Regions from separate parts of the Mus musculus genome. Here regions 1 and 3 are each linked to region 2. The links are chromatin contacts, called in public HiChIP or PLAC-seq maps. All regions are on one chromosome and are shown on one strand. Each heading gives the region's core, a stretch centred on a gene start, on an enhancer-like site or on the middle of the called end of the contact. The rest is flanking DNA. Distances are from core to core; before and after follow the strand shown. Region 1 has its middle 24 kb from the start of Abcg1. Region 2 holds the start of Wdr4 (WD repeat domain 4). Region 3 has its middle 2.9 kb from the start of Gm30509.

The links. HiChIP or PLAC-seq counts read pairs in DNA pulled down with a chosen protein or histone mark.
Region 1: a contact with region 2 is called in an H3K27ac HiChIP or PLAC-seq map of large pre-B cells, with 3 times the contacts expected there. The contact joins the enhancer-like site here to the promoter of Wdr4 in region 2. A contact is called at or near these places in 7 of 115 datasets of contacts at active chromatin or transcription factors (bone marrow-derived macrophages, embryonic forebrain, embryonic hindbrain and 4 more) and 1 of 9 other capture datasets (liver).
Region 3: a contact with region 2 is called in a FOXA1 HiChIP or PLAC-seq map of pancreatic cancer cells. The contact joins the enhancer-like site here to the promoter of Wdr4 in region 2. A contact is called at or near these places in 8 of 484 Hi-C or Micro-C datasets (B cells, CD4 T cells, the N1E-115 cell line and 5 more) and 4 of 115 datasets of contacts at active chromatin or transcription factors (bone marrow-derived macrophages, embryonic stem cells, pancreatic cancer cells and 1 more).

Annotation. Positions count from the first base shown.
Region 1 is chr17:31,032,078-31,034,993 of GRCm38.p6, reverse strand. No RefSeq gene overlaps it. Among named protein-coding and RNA genes, the nearest start is that of Abcg1, 24 kb to the left of the region's middle. Within about 2 kb of position 1,288, at least 52 of the 459 cell types and tissues checked have an H3K27ac peak or open chromatin away from gene starts, as enhancers often do. A contact at or near this core is called in forebrain and pro-B cells, where this site is marked.
Region 2 is chr17:31,511,050-31,513,819 of GRCm38.p6, reverse strand. It overlaps Wdr4 (WD repeat domain 4), which reads left to right and starts at 1,333. Exons shown (of 11, transcript NM_021322.2): 1 at 1,333-1,653. The coding sequence starts at 1,436.
Region 3 is chr17:31,872,495-31,875,559 of GRCm38.p6, reverse strand. No RefSeq gene overlaps it. Among named protein-coding and RNA genes, the nearest start is that of Gm30509, 2.9 kb to the right of the region's middle. Within about 2 kb of position 1,344, at least 67 of the 459 cell types and tissues checked have an H3K27ac peak or open chromatin away from gene starts, as enhancers often do. A contact at or near this core is called in the N1E-115 cell line and pancreatic cancer cells, where this site is marked.

The DNA of each region.
Region 1 (2,916 bases), core at 39-2,538, 480 kb after region 2:
ATTCAGGCCAGCACACCCAGTTTTATAGGGTAGTGAAGATGGAGCCAAGGGCTTAGTGCTCACCAGGCAAGCACCTTCTCTGAACAGAGGCACATTCCTAGGCCACAGTTCTGGTGTCCTTTAAAAGCGCTCCTCACTTGCAGCTCCCCCTTACAACACTGAGTGTTTCAACAGGAGCTTCCCTGTAAGTAGTCTTTGGGGTGTTGAGAGATGCTTCAAATACTCAAAGATAGTGGGAGCCCTGGGGATTTCAGTACTCAGGATGCCCCGCTATGAATGGTTCCTTAGTAGCCTCTGCTCAGCATTGACAGGGAAGACAATCTAATATCGTCTACCAGCCTGTGACGGGCTCTCTGAAGAGCTGAGTGTGCAAAGTGCTGAACTCAGCTAGGAAGATGAGCTCCTGACTTTGCAGATGTCGTCTTGGCACTGAAACCCACTTTCATGCTTTCGTATTTTAAAGGAACCTTTAAGTCACTTCACTGAGCTCAACACATGTGAGAGAATGTCATACGGGGCATGTGTCTGAAGGAAGGAGGGACAGGTGGTTCCAAGATGGGAGATAGAAGAGGAGAACGCCCTCCCTAACCTTTCCTGCCAGCCTTATCTGACCTCCCCTTGGAAGTTCTCAGGGGCAGCCACAGCCTCAGCTGTGCAGGGGAAGATACTCGTTATCCGGGAGCCCCTTCTAAGCACCAGCTGCTGGTTGGCACAATGGAGGTCATGTGATCTCAAGCTGAGAACACTGGTTTCTCATTTGGCCTTATCACTCTGGCTCCTGGCAGCCTTTCTCTTCCCATGGAGGAGAAACAGTCACCCTCTGGGGCTCTTTCTACCCACAAAATCCAGGGCAGGCCCTGGCTGATTTGACAGTGAGCAGCAGTGGGGAGGGGGCGGTGCAGGGGTGGGGGAGGTGGGGGCGCTGACCTCCCCAGAAGGCCAACCTTTGCTTTCTCTGGCCCTAGGAGAATATGAATACAGATCTCAGTTTACTCTCCTCCTAAGTAGGGGATGCTTGTTAACTGTTTCCACCTCTGAAAACCTCCTTACCCCACACTGGGCCGTCCCTGTGTTTGCTGAACAGCCCAAATTGTTAGAGCTCAATCCCTGCTCTGTTTTGCCAGGACTGGAGCAGTCCCTGGGATGCTACAATTGTAGCAGTAAAGCCATGCAAGGTGTCTGTTGCATCATTCTTATTTCACAGAGAAGACAGCCAGGGGCCCACAGCTTGTCAGAGCATGGGGTGATGAGGCAGCCAGATCCTGGGCGCCAGCTCTCTTAGCCACTCCACAATGGGCCTCCTTTTTCTTAGATATAAAAATGCTGACACGTCGAGGTGTTTTTCTTAGCAGTCTAGACTCAAGCTGCTTCAAGTACATCCTGAAGACACTGGTGCACATGTGAATAAGCTATGTCTACAGCCCACCAGAGGGGCACTTTTCTCCTCCGGGGCCTGGGCTCCAGCAGCCATAGTCTCTACAGGCCCATTCTCTTCCTTGTTCTGCCTCCTACATATACAGCTCCACCAGGTGCCTGACCCTCCCCTGCTCAGGCCCCAGGACCTCCCGAACCTGATTCCTGTTCCCCACAAAGCAGCTTCCAACCCTGGGAGGCTAACACCTGCTCAGTCACCCAATGGGGATAACAAAGGTTGAGTTGTTCAGAACACAAAAGAAAGAGGAAACTCCCTTAGTCCTGAGCTGCATGCCACCTGCATAACAGGAAACTAAAATTGAAGTAAAAACAAGGCTTTTTTCCTTTCTTTTTAATAAAATGACATGTAACAATTGTAAATATTTATGGGGCCAAAGATGCAACTTTGATGTATGCAAAATCCATATTTAAGATTTATTTATTTATTTATTTATTTATTTTATACGAGTACACTGTCACTCTCTTCAGACACACCAGAAGAGGGCATCCGATCCCATTACAGATGGCTGTGAGCCACCATGTGGTTGCTGGGAATTGAACCCAGGACCTCTGGAAGAGCAGTCAGTGCTCTTAACCGCCAAGCCATCTCTCCAGCCAAAATTCATATTTAGATCAAATCAGAGGTTTGTGGCTGTAGCTTGGTGCTTGAGGCACACATCCTGTGTCCAGCATCAAACAACAAAACCAAAAGCGAAGGATGGAGTGCGTTAATTAGCATATCTGTGGCCTCAACATCCGTCCTTTCCTGGTGGCAAGGCTAGAATTAATGATTTTCAAATATGTTGTATCAGTGATGAGTTCAGCAAGCTGCCAGGCAGGGGCTTCTGGAACTTGTCCCTCTTCTCTCTTGTCTCTTAATTTCCCAAGTACATGCATAGAGCAAACCAATTTGGTGAGTGCGGTGGCTAGTGTGAATCGTCTACTTGATCAATCTAGAATCACCCAGGACACAGAGCTCTGGGCACGTCTGTTTACCTTGATTATATTCATTGAAGTAGGAAAGCCTGCCAGCTATGGGTGGTGCCATTCCCTGGCTAGGATCCCAGACTACATGAATGAAGAGAGAGACCTGAAGAGCAGTAGGCATTCACCTCTCTACTCTGACTGTGGATGTGTTGTGATCAGATGCTTCAAGCTCTTGCTGCCTTGACTTGCCTTCAGCGATGGACTGTGATACCTTGAACTGTGAGCCAAAATAAATCTCTCCCTGAAATGGCTTTTGTTCATGTTTCCTCACAGCAACAGGATAGGAAGCTAAGAGAATGTATAGACAGTGTGTATCACCCCACACTTGTCTGTTGGAACCTTAATTCCCAATGTGTTAGCATTTGAGTGAGGGCCTTTGGTGGCCATTGGGCTGCAGTGGACCTCCATGAAGATGAAGAGACATCAAAAATGTTGTTCATTCACTCTTCTCCATGTCATGAGGACACAGCAAAAAAACCAGTGGAATGGGTCAGGATCTGAACCTGGCCCTGCTGT
Region 2 (2,770 bases), core at 84-2,583:
GTTGTATCCTTGAAGAAAGCTGACTTTCCCTCTCCCAGGAGCTATCAGCTGCCAGGGACTTCTCAGTTATATTTAAATGAGAGCCCATCTTTTATTTTATTTTATTTTTTGTGGGGAGGGGGTAGTTAAAGCACCACCAACTGATGCAAGGCAAACCGGGGTAGTTGTGGGTAGTTTAACACGAAGAAAGGCTTCTGGGTTCTGGATTTCCTAAGGACAGGAAGTAAGGGGTGAAAATCCATTCAAAGGGCGCATTCTTCAAAGTAATCTAGAGGGTTCTGGAAAAGGAGAGGCACCTAAGAGGGCAGATCTCAGGCCCAGTTAAGGTGTAACCTGCTTATGAGTACTAAGAAGTCTGCCCAGTGGGCTTCAGCCGTGTGACAGCCTGATGCCATCATCACATTAGCGTTTGTCTCGCGTGAGCTATTGCATACCTGGGCATGGGCCTGCCTGTCCTCAGTGTCAGCACTGTATAAGAGGGCATGGTGACAGAGGAGCTCAGTGGTGCCTTAGTATTAGGTTATTGCTTTATAGTCCTGCGAAGGGGTTCCATTTCTCATTGCTATGGCGTTGGATAAGCTCAAGACCTGACTTCTCTGATACGATTTTGTTTCACCCATGATTTAACTTAATTGCATCTGTAGGTGGTGATTTCATTTGCACGAGAGATTTTTTTTACTGTTTGTTTGTTTGTTTATAGACAGGGTTTCTTTGTCTAGCCCTGGCTATCCTGGAACTTGTTAGACCAGGCTGGCCACAAACTCAAGAGATCTGCCTGCTTCTGCCTCCCAAGTGCTGGGATTAAAGACGAGTGCTACCACCTCCCAGCTTGTACAAGTAAAATGAAGAGTCGTTCTGACTCAGTTTCAGGTAAAAATGGAGCCAATTGCTGCTTTATAAGTTAGACTCACTCAGAGAACTGCACAACCTTAAGATAGCAGTTGTACACAGCATAGTAAGTGTGACTTTGAAACAGGACACTGATCAGATCAAAGAGTTTACTTTCACTAGGGTGTGTTGGGTGGGTGGGGCAAATAAACCATCTTTTTAGGAGCTGCCTTGGAGGTTCACATCCAACCTATAAGAGACCACAATATTCTGGACGTCGTGAGTCACTGGGATGGATGGAACGAGTCTTTTGGTGATCTGGGCAGGCACACCGTTAGACTCGTTTGACAGCTGGGGGTCCAAGAGGTGTTTGTCTTAAATGAGCACATTTCCAGTGACTCGTACGCATTCATGGCTACATATTGGGCCTGGCCATCCAATTCTGATGCCACACAGCAGTTTTTTGTTGTTATTTTTTTTAAACCGGCACACAATGAGTACCAGACCCCGTCCAAGAGAAGCCACCTAACCTGACAGGCAGAAAAGTCAATCACCAAAGGCAGGTGGAGGGATCTACAGCATCAGCACCTCCGGGCACCGAAATCAAATGAGACTACGCCCTGCGCGCATGCTCCTGGACGGCACGCCGTTCGCGCGGCGCCGAGTGACATCACTGACAAGCGCCAACAGGAAGGGCGCAGCGCGTCGCACGTGTCCGGAGGCGGCGGGCGGGCCCATGGCGAGCTCTGCGGGGCTGGCACTGTGCGCCCAGACGCTGGTGGTGCGAGGAGGCAGCCGGTTCCTAGCCTTCTCCACTACGGGCAGGTAAGAGGCCCGGGCTGAGGGCAGCGGGGCCGGCGCGGCAGTGTTCTGTGTCCTCCCGGATTCCCTGTCCTCGGCGCCTCTTCACCACGGCGCAACGCCCCGTAACCTGCCCGGCGGGTCCCGGGCGCTCTCTCTGTTCAGAGTAGGGGTACTTCCGGACTCTGAGGCGCCTGCGCTGCGCTGGGAGGGCTAAGTCACGTGGGTGTCGCATTGCCCAGGCTTCTAGGGGGTCCTGGTGTTCAATTTTGGCCCGCTTGGCACCTCCCTGATGAGGGTCATATATTAGGGAACCCTAAAGGTTTTCTCACTGAGCACAAAACATGCTCTATCTTTGGTCTGCGTCTTGCAACCGGGCTCTAGTTGCTCTTAAGGGATTTTGGGTTCTTAACCCGACTCCTCCCAAAGGCAGGACGCACGCAGAACCTGAAGTGAGCATCTCCCTAAAGACCCTTCACACGACATAAAGTTTTGCTTTATGTTATTTCTGTCTTTATGTATACGTTGTGCTCGGTCAAAGGATTCTTTGAGCAAGTAGTTGATTACCACGAGCCTAGAGGATCAGTGGCAGTCCGTATCGGCTTCTTTTTTTCCCCTTCCCGTTTAGTTTTGGTACATGTGAAGATTAGGAACGTTCCTCAATTTGTGCCTTTTGGGGAATGCCATTGGCCAACAAAGTTTCAGACTTGGAAAATGACTCTTCTTTCTGCAGTTGAGTGTTTAACTGGAGAAGTCTTTGGTGCCTGCCACTTTATAGGTTGTCAGGGTACAGGGTCAGAGCAAAAGAAGGGAGCTTAAGTTCTGATTTGGAAAGTGTTTGATTCCCACATGAGTAAGAGCCTGGAGCTCACGGGGGCAGGTGAGACTTGTTTCTGAATTCTGTAAAGACAGCCTCAGCAGTTATAAATTTGGGAGGAAAGCCGAGTTGAAAAATAATACCAGAGGGCTTGAAGAACTGGCTGTTCTTCCAGAGGTCCCGAGTTCAATTCCCAGCAGCTACATGGCGATTTATAACCATGGATAATGAGATCTGGTGCCCTCTTCTGGTATGCAAGCATACATGCAGGCAGAACACACACACGCACATGCACACATATATAATAAATTAATTAAAAAATCA
Region 3 (3,065 bases), core at 95-2,594, 360 kb before region 2:
TTCCCCCAGGAAACCCCAGTGGTCACACTGGAGGAGATGCAGCTGCCGATGGGATTTTCCCAGCATGCTCTGCCTGGCTGGGCCGAAAGACAGACAGATAGTGCTATGACTAGAGATAAGGGGATACCCAACACTGGGCTTCCTCTCAAGGCCTCTCTGGAGGCAGAGAATTACTTTCAGCAACCGGGGATGGCTTCATCACCAATCTGAATTCTAGCACATTCCGTAGCTCTAGCACAGATAAAGCAGCCATTAATTCTAGCTGACATCATTTCCAGCTTCAGATGGGATCAATGGGCTCAGCCCTGGGAAAGGAAGAGACAGACAGTATTTGAGAGTGGTAGTGCTAAGTCCTTGAAAAGGGCCTTGCGTGGACAAAGGGGCTGACTGGAGCTTCGTTTCTGCCTCCCTTGCCCACACCACCCATCTGGTCTCTGGGTCATCCCTTCTTGGTAAACTTCTGCTGTCTGGATGAGCCAACGAGGCAGAGGAGAGGCCAGTGCTCGTCCCAGTATGGCTCTGACTTTGGGGTCAAAACAGGCCAGACACCAGGAGACCCATGTGGCCCTGTAACCCTCACCTTGCCCTGAGCTTTGCCTGTGCTGTCCACACAGAACTTGGCTTAGTGCAGGGCCCCCAAAGGGCAGGTCTGAGCCTGGACACGGGGTAAAGGAAGATGGTTTTGGAATCCATCCCAGGGATCCAGTCGATCCCCGACAGGCATGTGGAGACAGACGGACAGATGGACACGGGGTAAAGGAAGATGGTTTTGGAGTCCATCCCAGGGATCTAGTCGATCCCCGACAGGCATGTGGAGATAGACGGACAGAGAAGCTTCGAGAACAGCTGACTGCTATGTGCCACAGCGTCTGCACTCCGGGGCCCCAGGGAGGAATTGGTAGAGCTCTGTTTTACAGCCCTACAGTGATGGCAGGCAGACATGACCAGCTCCTAGTCCTGCTGGCTGGCCATTGTTCTTGGGGTCTTAGACTGGCTGAGTGCAGACTGCCATCAAGCAGGGACATATGGGCACAGAGCAAATAAAACCATCTTCTTTTACCTCATTAGCAACACCTGTGCCCCTTTGTGTGGCTCTGGGTCTGTCCAAGTTAATAAACTGCCCAGGGCTGATGGGGTAGGAGAAGGCGGGCCACAAAGGATAGGGCAGTCTGGAAGCGGAGAAAGAACTTCTCTGATGGATGTGTGTGTGTCACCATCCCTTGGCCAAAACAGTACCTAAAGTGTCCTGCTTTGCCATGCGGACTGGTCACTAAGAGGGACTTTTGGCCTAGTTGCCTGGAGCTCTCCCTCCGCTTGTGTCCAGGGGGCGGGGCTCTCTGCTGCTGCCACTTTCCTGGATCTTATTTTGCTGTGGAGTTTAGTACACAGTGCTGACCCTCGCCCTCCCTGCTGCTTTGTCACATCCAACATGATGATCTCACCCTTTCCTGTTCGTTTCCAATTAGTCTGATTCATCCTGACCTCTCCACGGGTCACCCCAGCAATTGGGTGCTCTCTCGAGGCTCCAGGCTAAATAAAAGAAACATTCTTACCCTCATTTGGTACATTATATGCGTAAGTGTCTATACGTGAGTGGGGTTGGGTGTTTTGCAAGTCTAGATATACACACGGCAACACACACGTTCACGGCCACTGACATAGAAACACAAAGCACACAAACAGTCCTGCGTATGTACAAACATACCCGTATGTACACAGATTCATGGGTGCACACAGAAATGCAAACATGGAAACAGGCACAGAGGCTCCTCTGTGTACTATCCATTAGACAGTGGCCTTGTAAGCCAACTAGGCTGCAGTCCAGGTACCAAAGCTAGCAGCAAACATAGTACCATGGTGTGGGCTGACGTCCTCGGAGACCCCCAGGAAGCACCTGGTTGTCCCTAGCCTTACACGGGGCTTTCTCGAACCGAGGATCCAAGGCTTCCCCATAAAAGGAGTCTTGCAGAGTTGATGATGCCTGCCACATCCTGTCCAACACTGACTTCTACAACAGACAGGGTGCTGGGAACAGGGGACCCTCTTGAACTGGTGAAGGTACTTGCTGGGAGACTCATGGTGACTGAGTGTACCACGCTCATTCTATAGGTGACTTGGCTCCTCAGTGTCCCAGCCCCCAACCTCACACTAACCAATGACTTCAAACTGAGTCTCTCTCTCTCTCTCTCCCATTACTCCTTCAAAGTGTTTGTGGTTTGGTGGCTTTAGTGTGGCATGTCTTGTTCGGGGCCCCTCCCCTACAGGGCATAGGAAGGCCAGCATCTGTTTCAGTCCTGTGTGGGTAGAGAGCAGTAGAGGGCATCAGCCCAGAGATCTGAGGAACTACAGATAAAAAGAGAGAGAGGACAGACAGCTAGACCCTGAGGCTACCCACTGCTAGCGTTCCCCAAACGAACACATTCCAAGTGTCTGTGCCTTGCCTCATTCACCTAGTAGTGTGTGACTCTGCATGGGACTCACAAGAGAAGCCACACTGTCCCAGTCTCCCTCAGAGGTGACACTGGAACCCACCCCTGAGAGAGCAGGTTGCTCACCTTCGAGAAGGAGCTCCTTGAAGCCTCCTTCCACCTGCTTCTGGCTCCCTGTGTTTCTGTGTGAGCCAGGGGTGCGGTGTGAAGCTGTGCCCACAGGGCACACTATCGTAGAGGCCCTCGGTTACTAGCATTTGGGAGATTCCCTGGTTACGTTTCTTTCCCCTCCCCTCCCTCCCTCTCTCTTCATTCCTTCCTTATATTATTTCTTCATCGCAGGAGACTCAGGCACCCCTCCAGGCTGCACAGGTGCCCCTCCCCCACCACTAACTTCTCCCTCTCTGTTGGTCCCATCCTGTATTAAGCCACCTCCCAGGGCCTGCTGTCAGTCATCCTGACATCTTTCCTTCCTGGGTAGTAACTGTGGGTGAACAGGTCAAGCCTGCAGCCAGAGCCAGCTGGGTCCCAAGTGAACACTCTCCGAAGCTTGGGGAACATGGTTCCAGCACAAAATAGGTCCACTTTCCCTAGGGATACTTCCCTGTCGATCCCTCAGTTACTTGAGGCTATTCA